3 separate regions of the Sus scrofa genome follow, and all the other regions are linked to region 3. Evidence: chromatin contacts called from public HiChIP or PLAC-seq and promoter capture Hi-C data. All regions are on one chromosome and are shown on one strand. Each heading gives the region's core, a stretch centred on a gene start, on an enhancer-like site or on the middle of the called end of the contact. The rest is flanking DNA. Distances are from core to core; before and after follow the strand shown. Region 1 holds the start of DAG1 (dystroglycan). Region 2 holds the start of AMT (aminomethyltransferase). Region 3 holds the start of APEH (acylaminoacyl-peptide hydrolase).

Region 1 (4,305 bases), core at 642-3,141, 180 kb before region 3:
CCAAGGCTGGAAGGTTGCAGGAGCAGGTGAGCATTGGGGCCAGCCTGAGGCTCAGACCATAGCATCTCCAATTGAGTCCCAAACCTAGAGAGGCAGAGACTGGAAGGATTTTGCTGTGAGAGCTTCAGGCAAACTCTGGTTTTTGCTCCCCTCCTCCTAGGACTAAGAAGATCCTACCCCACCTTTTGGCACTAAGTAGTTGAGGTAAAGACCTTCCCTTAGCTAGAGCTCTAGGGAAGCTTGGGCATGTGGTGCTGGGTCCCTGGAGGCCAGATTGAGGCATGGTGTCTCATCTAGCAAGACCAATGCCAAAAATGAAGGGGAGTCACTCTAGCATCCATGGATGGTCAATGAGGACTAAAGAGCAGTAGCTTCTGTGTAGATGGTAAGAAGGATGAGGTCTGTGCTCACTGCTGTCTTTTGTTTTGGAAGAACATTTACATATAATTGTACAGTCAGACACTAAAATCCCCAGCAGAATTTAGGGCTGCAAAGCAGTGTCTGGTGTATGTTTGGGGGAGGGGAGGACACGCTGTAAGTTGAAGGAGTGAATGAAAGAATGTATTTTGTTTAGAAACTCATAATTTTCTGCATTTTTAGCCTTTTCAAAGAAGCTAAATTTCAGAGCTGGATTTTTTTTTTTTTTTTTTTTTTGTCTTTTGTCTTTTTGTTGTTGTTGTTGTTGTTGCTATTTCTTGGGCTGCTCCCTCGGCATATGGAGATTCCCAGGCTAGGGGTTGAATCGGAGCTGTAGCCACCGGCCTACGCCAGAGCCACAGCAACGCGGGATCCGAGCCGCGTCTGCAACCTACACCACAGCTCACGGCAACGCCGGATCGTTAACCCACTGAGCAAGGGCAGGGACCGAACCCGCAACCTCATGGTTCCTAGTCGGATTCGTTAACCACTGCACCACGACGGGAACTCCCAGAGCTGGATTTTTTAAAGTTTTAATATCTAAAGAATGATTTGGGGATTTTCCTTAGTCTTTTTTTTTTTTTTTTTTGTCTTTTTGCCATTTCTTGGGCCGCTCCCACGACATATGGAGGTTCCCAGGCTAGGGGTCGAATTGGAGCTGTAGCCGCCAGCCTACGCCAGAGCCACAGCAACGCGGGATCCGAGCCGTGTCTTCGACCTACACCACAGCTCATGGCAACACTGGATCGTTAGCCCACTGAGCAAGGCCAGGGATCGAACCCGCAACCTCATGGTTCCTAGTCGGATTCGTTAACCACTGCGCCACGACGGGAACTCCCCTTTTTTTTTTTTTTTTTTTTTTTGTGGATTTTCCTTAGTCTTTACTTCTTTTTCTGGTCTGTATGAAGTTTGGAGCCCATGAATTTAAGTTTAAAGAATCAAAGGGAAGGAGTTCCTATCATGGTGCAGTGGAAATGAATCTGACTAGTATCCATGAAGATGCAGGTTCGATCCCTGGTCTTGCTCAGTGGGTTGGGGATCCAGTGTTGCCATGAGCCATGGTATAGGCCACAGATGAGGCTTGGATCCCACATTGCTGTGGGTATGGTGTAGGCCAGTAGCTGCAGCTCTGATTCCACCCCTAGCTTGGGAACTTCCATATGCTAGGGTGAGGCCTAAAAAAAAATATCACAGGGAGTTCCCATTGTGGCTCAAGGGTTATGAACCTGACTAGAATCTATGAGGATGCAGGTTTGATCCCTGGCCTCATTCAGTGGGTTAAGGATCTGGTGTTGCCACAAGCTGCTGTGGAGGTTGCAGATGAGACTGGATCAGGTGTTGCTGTGGCTGTGGGGTAGTCTGGCAGCTGCAGCTCTGATTCAAACCCTTCCATATGCTGCAGTTGTGGCCCTAATAAGAAAAGTAAAAGAATCGCAAACAGGTATGTGCATTTGGGAGATGGGTCATTCTTTTTTTTTTTTTTTTGCTTTTTAGGGCCGCACTGGTGGCATATGGAAGTTCCTAGGCTAGGGGTCAAATCAGAGCTACAGCTGTCAGTCTACGCCACAGCCACAGCAATACCGGATCTGAGCCTTGTCCGTGACTATAACATGGCTCACAGTAAAGCAGGATAGCACACTCACTGATAGAACCTGCATCCTCACGGATACTAGTTGGATTCACTAGTTGGATTCGTTTCTGCTGAGCCTAAAGGGGAACTTCCGGGGCATTCATTTTTTCTCTCTCTGGAGTCTGCTTCTCCCAGTCTTTCCTAAGGAGAGGAAGAAAGCAGGGGAAACCCAGTTCCACCAGGATCCCATGAGCAACCTCTGGCAGGCAGTAGCCAATTCTGTGTTCAGAATGTAATAGCTGACAAGAGTGCGGGCCTGGAATTCCAGCCTGGCCACAGGCCCAGGAAGGGATGGACACATTCTGCACAGGGAACAGAGTCCACCACAGGTCCCATACCCCGACCCGTTGAGTAATTGTTCAGGTCTAGTAACTGAAGCATCTGAGGCCTTTGAGGTGTGGGGGGGTGGCTAGGTAAGCCCTAGGGACAGTGAGAGCGTCTGTAGGAGCCTCCCCTTTAAGGGAGACAGACCTCAGCAGTAACTACCCGCCTTTCTTCCCCCCACCCCCTGAAAGAATGCGGGCCTTGAGTGAGTGACCAGAGCCAGCGGGTCAGAGCTATTTCTGGCGCCTGAGGAGCATCGGATTCCGGGTGTTGAGGGCAGGAGGAGGGGACGAGGGTCAGGCCCGAGCCACTTCCTGGACGCCCCCGCCTGCTGGGGGCACCCGGAGAGGGGCGCGGCTCCCTGCCCTTCCGGTCCTCGCCTCAGTTTCCTCATTAGTATAGGAGGCGGGCAACCGGGCCATCATCGTTTGCAATTTAGAGGACGCTTCCTGAGTGTTTTCTTGGCTTAGAAGTACCTGATCTGCGTTAGAGAGAAATCAGCAGGGCCAAAGGCAGTCTATGGATGGCTAGTTGCGGCAGGGCCAGTCATTAAGCCTGACCACCCGGGTAGGTTGGATGATTCTCAGCGGCTCAAATGCCTGAGGTTGGGCGCGGCGCCCCTCCCCCGCTCCCAGGTCTGAGAGCTCCCCGAGACGCGGACAGCTTGGGGCGTGTTCTAGGGGCGGACTTGGCTCGCCGCGGGGCGGGATTTCCAGGATGGGGCGTGTCTTTTCGGGTGGGGGCGTGGCGGGCCAATAGGCAGAGCGACGCTGGCGCGGGCGGGGGCGGAGCCTTTGCGCGGGTGCGGCGCTCTGCGGGGCGGCCGACGCAGGCAGAAGCGGGCGTCGCGGGGACTGTCGGTCGGCGCCGCACGGAGCTGGCCGCGGGATTGGCTGCAGCACTCGCGTGTCAGGGGGTTGCTAGGCTCCGGCCGCGCGCCCCGCCCTCGCGCTCGGCGCCCTCTCACCGCTCGGTACGTGCTCGCGCTGAGGCTGCGGTGCGGCGCTCGCGCTCCTTGGGCTCGGCGGCGGCGGCGCGGCAGCGGCAGCGGCAGCGGCAGCGGCAGCATTGCTCCGAGTCCCCGGGGAGAGGCGACGGAGTCTTGCGGCCCGGAAGAGCGAGCACCTGCTGCAGCCCACTAGCCGGGGCTCGGTGAGTGCGCCGCCGGTCCCCCGCCGCCGTCCTAGCCTTCCGAGGAACACCTGCTGCTGCTCGCTGTTTGGCCCGGGGCGGCGACACGGTCGCGGACGTCCTTGCGGGTGAGGCGGCGGCTCGGCTGGGGTAGAGCCATCCCGTTGTTCTCGGCCCTTCAGGCCAAGGCTGGGGGCGTCCGACGTCCGGGCCCAGGCTGCGCGCCGCGGTGATGGGCCAGGCCTCAGCCCGGAATGCGCTCGCGGGAGCGAGGGGCCTGCGCGTCGGCCGCGGGCGTGTACGACCTGCGGACTGCCTCCCGGGCTTCCACAGAGGGTCGCGCGGCCCAGTTTGGCCAGAGCCAGAGAATGGGGCGTTGAGCCCCCGCGGGAGGCAGGGAAGAGTGCCACAGCTGCTGGGTCTTGGAGCACTCAGAGCTCTGGGGTCACCCGTCCACACACGTATACACTTGGGTTTCTTCGGAAGCCTGCTACTACCTTTTCGTCTTTTTATTAGGTATTGGAAAACCGTATTCTCCCGCGGGTATATTTGGAAAATGTCTTCAGAGAAAATGCTCTCTCGGTTTAGAATCCTTTTGCCATAAATTCCAAGTTAATTTCATACAAACAACTACTAATTTAAAATGCATATTTTAGTCTCTGTGACTTGAGAAGCTCTTAGGTTTGTGAACTTAGTTCAGAACCAGTTTTAATGGTGACCATGCATGAAGTTTTGCTTTGGCGAGAGCTGCAGCCTGGGACAGCTCGGTTATAGCCTAGAGTTCTAAGTTAAGAGTAGGGCCT
Region 2 (4,267 bases), core at 607-3,106, 200 kb before region 3:
CCATGTGATGATGAAGCTGCTGGTTTTGGGACCACACTTTAGATTACAAGGGGTTAGGTAGCATGGAAGGTCACAGAAAAGGATATGAAAAAAAAGAGTTCCCGTCGTGGCGCAGTAGTTAATGAATCCAACTAGGAACCATGAGGTTGCGGGTTTGGTCCCTGGCCTTGCTCAGCAGGTAAAGGATCTGGCATTGCCATGAGCTGTGGTGTAGGTTGCAGACGCGGCTCGGATCCCGAGTTGCTGTGGCTCTGGCATAGGCCTGTGGCTACAGCTCCGATTGGACCCCTAGCCTGGGAACCTCCATATGCCGCGGGAGTGGCCCAAGAAATGGCAAAAAGACCAAAAAAAAAAGGAATAGAAAAGGATATGAACCTGGGTTTCTGGCCTCCCAGCTTGAAATGGTGGGTATGGGATATGACCCTCCCTGCAGAAGTCCAGGTGTCTAGACATGACTTGGAGACTCTGTCCTGCAAGCAAGCCCTGAGATGTGAGACATCTCTGGCCCCCAAACTCAAAGCAGAGACTCAGACCAGTTTGCAGGTTCTTGACTAAGAACATTCATGGAACAGAAATAAAAGAGAGGCCCACCTGATTTGGCTTTAACTCGGCAATATCTCCAACTACTAGACTCTCCATCATCTTCACCCGGTCACTGCCAAATATCTTGGTCTGGGAAAGAGATCAAAAAGCCTCAGTCCATGCAGCAGCTACAATCTGGAAGGCCATGGGGCAAAGAGGCATCCTCTTCCCACCAGTCGTGCCCAGCCAACATGCCTAATTATTCTTTTGATTTTGCAGTTGGCGGAATCCCAACTTTGACTCCCCGATACCCACCAATACAGAAAAGATACACTCAAGAGAAGTTAGGAAACTTGAAGGGCCCAGCACCTTCCTGAAATACCAAACCAATACCCAGAAAGGTAGATGAGGATGAGTGGCAGCCTCCGGAAACCCAGGCCACTGAGCCACACCACGCACTAAGTAAGAGAGGTGAGGCAGGAGATGATCAAGAGAGACTCTGAGTTAGTTGACTGGGAGCCATAATCCATTACACCCGAGACCGCCAACTGTTCTGGGAGGACTGCCCTCAGAATCCAGCACCCAGCAAAGAAAGCCAAGGGTTGCACCACTGTGGACGGAGAGGAAGCCCTGGCCCAGCCAGAATGAGCCCTAGCCAACACATCCCCCTGTCTCACCTGCAGCATGTGGGACACGTCAAAGAGCGAGCAGTGCTGGCGTGTATGCAGGTGTGAATCAACGTGGCTGTCCCGGTACTGCACAGGCAGACTCCAGCCTGCGAATGCCACCATCTTCCCGCCATGGGCAAGGTGGAAGTCATAGAGTGGTGTCCTGCGGAGCACATCCTGCGGGCGGCTGGGCTCAGCGCCGCCACAGCCTCAGACCCCAGCCCTCACCCTCTCCCACCCTCCAAGATTGGCACCAACCCTAGCACCCTCTAACCCACCTGTGCACAACTGAGTGGACGGCCCAGGGACAAGGGGAGTGCCTGCAGACGCAAGCCCATACGGGACACCATGCTCACAGTCCGCTGCATTGTTGCCTGCAACTGGTGCAGCCGGCGCACAGAGGCCACCACTCTGACAGGCACTCTGGGAGATGTAGTCCTGGCCCTGCTTTGACAGGTCTCTCCCCCACTGGGGGATCAGAAGAGGGAGTGGGCAGCCCCAAGGGCAGGCGGGGCTTTAGAGCAAACAGTGCATTGACTCCCAGCTTCAGGGAAATAGCCCCAGGCACTTCCCTCTGTTCAGGGCTGAAAGAGCAGTCAGAGCCAGTTAAGCCAGCCAGTTAAGCTGCTCAGTAATAGAGCTAGGGACTAGAACTCCCCGGGCTGAATGCCCTGCCTCCAAAGGGCCAAAGTTCTGTAAAGGGCTGAAAGGCCTGAATCACCAGTTTGAGACAATGGAGTTTAAGGTCATGGGGGGATGGGGAAGGGTGACAGAGGGCATAGGAGGGTGGAGCTAGCCTGGCAGTTAGAGTGCCACAGTAACCTGGCCTCATGTGAGGGTCTCCAGCTCTCCTGTTAGGTGTACACAGGCAACCAACACAATGATGCTTTCCACAAGTATTTATTGATTTTGCAGCACACTAGGAGGCTCTGTGCTGGGGACACAGCTGTGCAGGAAGCAGGGTCCCTGCCATCCCAGGAACCTCCCCCCACTCTGAGGGCTCTACCCCCTGAGCACAAGACTGTAATCATTACCCTCTTAGTAAAAGCCGAATGGGGCCAAGGAAATGACCCTGCAAGCAGATATCACCTGCAAGAATTCTAATGGGTAAGAGCTGAAGGAACTTCCCCCAGAAAGCTGCTGAGCTGCACAAACATCCAGATCAATTTCCCAGGTCAAACATATGTTGCCATACTGCCAATCCACCCCCACCCCCCACCCCCACCCCCAGAGGCAAAGCCAGGAAAAACCAGAAAGACAGAATTTTCCTATAAGGAGGAGTAGCCTATCTTATTCAGTTGCTGGCCTGGGGCTGTAGAAAACCTCAGCCTCCTAAAAGACACCAAAGAGAAACTTCACCTGGACCTAGCGCCCACACAGAGGCTGATATCACACTGCGCATGGCTGTTTTAGAAGGGGGAAACTGGGAGAGACACAAGGATGTGTTATGGGCTGTGTCAGATGGCCGGCAAGTCCCAGGACTCATTTTCGGGCCCTGGCCTTGCCAGAGGCACCCACCCAAATGCAATGGATGAGCTGACCAATTTAAACACACATACCAAGCCAATTCAGGAAACAGGGGACTCAGGCTGCCCAACTTCCCAGCTTTGTGTGGCCCCCTGGGCAAGCAATGGAAGAGTTTAGACAGGAATTTTCTTTTTGTGGGCACAGCACAAAGGGAAAGAAGACCATTAGGGGAGTCCCGTTGTGGCACAGTGGAAATGAATCCAACTAATACCCATGAGAACGTGGGTTTGATTCCTGGCCCCACTCAGTGGGTCGGGGATCCAGTGTTGCCATGAGCTGCAGTGTAGGTCGCAGCCATGGCTCAGATCCCCCGTTGCTGTGGCTGTGGTATAGGCCGGCAACTATAGCTACGATTAGACCCCTAGCCTAGGAACCTCCATATACCTCGGGTGCAGCCCTTAAAAAAAAAAAAAAAAAAAAAAAAACAGAAGACCATTAGGGGTTGCAGAAGGCAGAAATAGGGCTCTTGTTCCTCAAACTCCCAAATGCAAGGGCCAGGCTACAGCAGTCTTCCAAGGCTAGACAAAGCATGTTCTAGTAGATTATTCCGGCCCACTACAGTCAGGACCGGGGAACAGGCAGAAGACAGGAATCATGTTGGACAGGAATGTCCCAGGAGGGATAGAGGGTACAGGGAGATTCTGAGCAATAGAACTAGAGTGTGTTTAGGGAGGGAAAAGAAGGAATTTCAGGTTGCAGTCAGGTGAGGACAAAGTGCACCACCTCCAGGAGCTCATGCTGAAGCAACAGTGAGCTCCAAAATCTTGAATCTCTGAATGTGGCCCAGACAGAATAGGCATGCAGGCAACACTTGGAACGCACATGGAAAATGCTTTGGCCCTTGATGGCCCAAACTGGGCCTGCGTGGGCACAAAAGGTTAACGTCTTGACTGGGAGCCACAACTCAAGTATAGGAGAGCAAGTTCAGGTCATAACAGCCGTCGACCTGCAAAAAAAAAAGACCATCAGATCTGACCCACTCAGGCCAACAGGAGCCAAGCAGAGGGAAGCAATCACTCACATCAAAACGGCCGATCCTTGTGGAGGTGTGACTGGCCCGGATCATCTCTGTCAGCGCCCACATCTGCTGTGCCTCGGAGGATACCCTGCTGGGGTCTGGGAGACCCTGCTCCAGAAGGAGGGGTCAGTGGCCATGGGTCTCTCCCCAGAAGTGCCCTTAGAACTCCAGAGAGGCCAAGTTGGGCCATGGAGCCCACCAGGTGAACCAGTAACAATCCCAGATAACGTGAAACAGGAGTAAGGAGCCTGATGTGGAGTAAGCAGCCCCGTCCCCCACAGAGCTGCCTCGGATCTCAGGAGGAAGGTGGTACAGAGTGAACCAAGGGCCCTGGATCCAGTCCCAGAAAAGGGTTCCCTTGGACCTGTGCTGGACACCAGAGCTACTCACACATGGTTCTTACCCAGGGTGAGGGCTTACCTCAAGAAGGGGAGCAGGCTGCTCACAAGGCATTGGGTGGGAGAGCCACTTGGGGAAGGTCATGGAAGGGCTCTGCAAAGCAAAGGCATACTGCCCTGAGGGAGGCAGAGTA
Region 3 (4,268 bases), core at 488-2,987:
GCTCAGTGGGTTAAGGACCTGGCTTTGCCGTGAGCTGTGGTGTAGATTGCGGACGCAGCTCAGATCTGGCATTGCTATGCCTGTGTCGCAGGCCAGCAGCTGTAGCTCCAGTTGGACCCCTAGCCTAGGAACCTTCATATGCTGTGGGTGCAACCCTAAAAAGACCCCCCCCAAAAAAGAGGAAAAGTAGTACAACATCTTTTGTTTATCTCTAACCATTCATTCCAGATATTTAAATGTTCATCCTCCAGTGCCTGGGCTCCAGAGGGCTGCACCGTGAATTTACAGCCAGTCTACTGCACATGTTCTCAAGGACAGGCACCGTGTTCCCAGTTTTCCTGTTATAAACAACAACTGTAATGAACATCCTAATTTCCAACTTTCCACCCAGGTTGGTGGCTGGGGCAACTCTATCTGCTCCCAGTTCTGGCCTTAACAGTCCTGCACACACTGGATGCTCACAAATGCAGGTGGCCCCAGAAAGTGGAAACTGTTTTTACTTAACTAGCCCGACGTGGTTGATGGGGAAGGGGAAGCTGCAGGCCAATCTCAGTCAAAAGCAAAGCAGGGCGCAGGGAGCCAGGCCCCTGAGGTGTGGAAGACCATCCAGGTGCAAGGTATATGGAAGAGGGGACATCGCTGCTGGCCTGACAGCTGGCCAGCCTCTCCTGCCCTCTTGAGCCATCATAAGCCCAGCCCAGTACTGCTGTCCTGAGGGAACCTGCCTGTCCAGGTTTTTCTTTCCACAGGAAGTGCTCTGGTTCTGGGTGGAGCCTGACCCCACCAGGCCCTTTGCACTCAAGAGCTTGGCCTGAGGCCTGGGAAGGCAGACAGAGGCCCACCAGTTCATGATCCCCAGCAAAGTGCCACTGAGCGGGTGGGTGAGGGCTGCAGGAGCAGATAGCTTAAGAGGTAGGCGCGGTGGCTGATAAAACCAGGCAACACCCTGCGAATTTGGCACCCGCCTTTCGTTGCCCAACACCCTAGAACTCTGCGAGCTATGTCAGGAGCGCACCTCTGTCCTTTCTCATTGGCCTGGGAGCCCCTCCAGAGCAGGGCCTGGCACCTCCTGGTGAATGTCTGCCTTCTAATGGACCAGGAGGACCCAACAGTCAGTTCCTGGCTGCGGGAGATCCCTGCTGGAGATAGCTTCGATCTGGCTTCAGCTCAGGCCCCATTCCTCACCTCTCCTTTTCTGGACTTCACCCGGGCTAGGCTCAGCCCCGCCCGGCCGCACCGCCTCTCTGCAGAGCCTTCGGTCCTCCGCCGCCCTCTCAGTCCCCGCCCCCCGAATGCTTAGGGCTCACCCCCGTCAGGCCTCACCCCCCACCTCCCTTGGGCCCTGTCTTTCCTCACAGACCTCGCCCCTCCCCAAAGATATGCGCCTTTATTCCGTTTCCACAGCACCATCCCCTCTCCTCACCAAGTAACTGGCCGGGGCTTGGCCCACACAGCCCGCCTCTCACCAGCCTGGCCTGCCGGGAAAGGACCGCTCCTTTCCCCAAGGTTCCCGCCCCTCCCATCCAGGACTCCTGCAGCCGCGGTTCCCACTTCTGCCCCACAGGCCCCACCTCCTTACCATCTAGGCCCCGCCCCTCGGGTAACGGTTCCGGCCCATTCGTAGAAGGTTCCGCCCCTCTCAAGGCAAGGTCCGGGTGGCAGGGCTGGGCCGCTGCGGGCTCCGCCCCCTGAGCTCACTTCCGGGCGCCAGCACTGACTGCCTAGCCCCGGCGCCCCAGAGCAACCATGGAGCGGCAGGTGAGGGATCGGCCCGCGGTTCCTGTGGTCTTTGCAACCCGGGCTGTGCCTGACCCTGCTGTGTCCCCTGCGCAGGTGCTGCTGAGCGAGCCCGAAGAGGCGGCGGCGCTGTACCGGGGCCTTAGCCGCCAGCCCGCGCTGAGCGCCGCCTGCCTGGGCCCAGAGGTCACCACGCAGTACGGGGGTCGCTACCGGACTGTGCACACTGGTGTGTGTATGGCGGGGAATCGGTGGCGGGCCTATTCCGGGGCCGTGCACTCGGGTGGAGAGGAGGGGGATGTGCAGGGCTCGCTGCCTGACAGTGCTCACGAGTTTGTGGAAGACCGGGCTTGGAGGGTGTGGGTGTGGAAGGGTGCATCCCCCAGCCGTGCACACAGGTGTATAGGGGGTGTTCTGGAATGTTGCCCATGAGTGCAGAGTGTGGGTCTTGTAGGGGTCACCCACCCCCATCATCCCATACTGTACCCCCCCTCAAGGTCCTAGGGCGGATGCCAGGAGCGGTAGTGGTTTCTCTCCAAGATGTCAGCTCAGGCTCCGGTGACCTAAACTTGAGTTGTAGCCAAGTGTTGCCCATCCTGCCCCCAGAATATCTGGAGTCAGATTGGGGAGGTGGGCTGGACCTTCCTCTGGGCGGGGTAGGGGAGCCTGTGCTGGGACTGGCCAAATTGAGCAGTCTCATGCCTCTCCTCGCAGAGTGGACCCAGAGGGACCTGGAACGCATGGAGAACATCCGATTCTGCCGCCAGTACCTGGTGTTCCATGATGGGGACTCAGTGGTGTTTGCAGGGCCTGCAGGCAACAGTGTGGAGACCCGGGGGGAGTAAGTTTGAGGAAGGAAGCTTGTGGGCAAGGCCACAGCCATCTGCAAGCCTTTTATGAATACCCACCGTGTGCCTTGGTGTGGGGAGGGCCCAGAAAGGAAGCCAGGAGCTTGTTTTTTGCCACTAGGAGCTCTAGAGACATGGTCATAAGCACTGGAGACTTGCTTCTGACGGGCCAGGACCGGAGCCCCTGCTCCAGGGAGGGGAGGCAAGGCATCTGCCATGGTAGGACTAGAAGGGCTGCAGGGACGCATGTGGGCCACAGCCTCAAGAATCTTGTCTAAGAGGTTACAGCCAGTAAGGGGATAGGATGGGCTATCACTGGGTGGGAGGTAGTCCTGATGCGTTATCCTGTGTCCTCCTCAGGCTGCTGAGCAGAGAGTCTCCTTCAGGCACCATGAAAGCCGTGCTGCGCAAGGCTGGAGGCACGGGCACTGCGGAGGAGAAGCAGTTTTTGGAGGTAAGTCTGTGTGGGACCGGGTGGTAGGCAGCTGGGGGCTCAGATCCACAGATAAAGCTCTGCTGGAGGACAGACAACCTGACTCCCAGCTGTCCTCAGGTCTGGGAGAAGAACCGGAAGCTCAAGAGCTTCAACCTGTCAGCGCTGGAGAAACATGGGCCGGTTTATGAGGACGGTGAGGCAGCTGGCTGGTGAGCAGGCAGGGTAGACAGGAGGGGCAGCCATAGCCCAGGGCTCCCCCTGATCTGCCTTTCTTGCACCCAGACTGCTTTGGCTGCTTGTCCTGGTCGCACTCGGAGACACACTTATTATATGTGGCAGAGAAGAAGCGCCCCAAGGCTGAGTCGTTCTTTCAGACCAAAGCCCTGGACGTCACTGGCAGCGATGATGAGATGGCCAGGACAAAGAAGCCAGACCAGGCCATTAAGGTGCTCATGGTCATGGCCAGTCCATGAAGGTTCTTCAGGGCAGCCCTGGGGCCCAGTATGTTCTCCACCTACACTGTGCCTATCAGAACTGGGGAGGCACTGTCTCGTAGGGGACAGGGCAGGCTCGTGCGAGACAGGCTAGGCCCTGAGTGTCTTGTGTTCTCAGGGGGATCAGTTTTTGTTTTACGAAGATTGGGGAGAAAACATGGTTTCCAAAAGTACTCCTGTGCTCTGCGTGCTGGATATTGAGAGCGGCAACATCTCTGTGCTTGAGGGGGTTCCTGAGAGTGTGTCCCCTGGACAGGTCAGTGGCGACTCAGCCTACGTCATTCCTGGAGTCTGAGGGTCCTGCCTGAGTTACTCCCCTGGTTTACCCCTGCCCCCGGTCTTGTTTACAGGCATTCTGGGCCCCTGGAGACACAGGTGTGGTGTTCGTGGGCTGGTGGCATGAGCCCTTCCGGCTGGGCATTCGCTTCTGTACCAATCGAAGGTGAGGACAATGGAAGGGGCAGGGCAGGGGGCTTTGCAGCTCAGACTGTCCATGAAGCTGAGTGTCTCTCTGGTGGTTCCAGGTCAGCCCTGTACTATGTAGACCTCACTGGGGGGAAGTGTGGTAAGTGGCACCTACCTCTGCTTTCCTCTGAGACACACTGGCCTTGGCAGCCTGCATGGTACTCACGTTTCTGTCTGGTCCAGAGCTCCTCTCAGATGAGTCTGTGGCTGTCACATCTCCCCGGCTAAGTCCAGATCAATGTCGCATCGTCTACCTGCGGTTCCCATCTCTGGTCCCCCATCAACAGT

Evidence for each region. Promoter capture Hi-C pulls out the DNA fragments that hold promoters and counts their contacts. HiChIP or PLAC-seq counts read pairs in DNA pulled down with a chosen protein or histone mark.
Region 1: an H3K27ac HiChIP or PLAC-seq map of skeletal muscle shows a contact between it and region 3. The contact joins the promoter of DAG1 here to the promoter of APEH in region 3. A contact is called at or near these places in 2 of 5 promoter capture datasets (liver and skeletal muscle), 4 of 47 Hi-C or Micro-C datasets (embryonic fibroblasts, epiblast stem cells, liver and 1 more) and 2 of 2 datasets of contacts at active chromatin or transcription factors (alveolar macrophages and skeletal muscle).
Region 2: a promoter capture Hi-C map of fetal liver shows a contact between it and region 3, with 2.4 times the contacts expected there. The contact joins the promoter of AMT here to the promoter of APEH in region 3. A contact is called at or near these places in 1 of 5 promoter capture datasets (fetal liver) and 1 of 2 datasets of contacts at active chromatin or transcription factors (skeletal muscle).

What each region holds. Positions count from the first base shown.
Region 1 is chr13:32,026,128-32,030,432 of Sscrofa11.1, forward strand. DAG1 (dystroglycan) reads left to right here and starts at 1,892. Exons shown (of 3, transcript XM_021068744.1): 1 at 1,892-2,938.
Region 2 is chr13:32,000,584-32,004,850 of Sscrofa11.1, forward strand. AMT (aminomethyltransferase) reads right to left here and starts at 1,857. Exons shown (of 9, transcript NM_001244426.1): 1 at 1,469-1,857; 2 at 1,200-1,367; 3 at 592-672. The coding sequence starts at 1,558. It overlaps NICN1 (nicolin-1), which reads right to left. Exons shown (of 6, transcript XM_021068737.1): 4 at 4,156-4,227; 5 at 3,739-3,843; 6 at 2,075-3,663. The coding sequence ends at 3,622.
Region 3 is chr13:32,204,130-32,208,397 of Sscrofa11.1, forward strand. It overlaps APEH (acylaminoacyl-peptide hydrolase), which reads left to right and starts at 1,738. Exons shown (of 22, transcript NM_213923.1): 1 at 1,738-1,758; 2 at 1,834-1,966; 3 at 2,452-2,578; 4 at 2,946-3,039; 5 at 3,139-3,214; 6 at 3,304-3,467; 7 at 3,634-3,771; 8 at 3,866-3,957; 9 at 4,040-4,080; 10 at 4,164-4,268. The coding sequence starts at 1,747.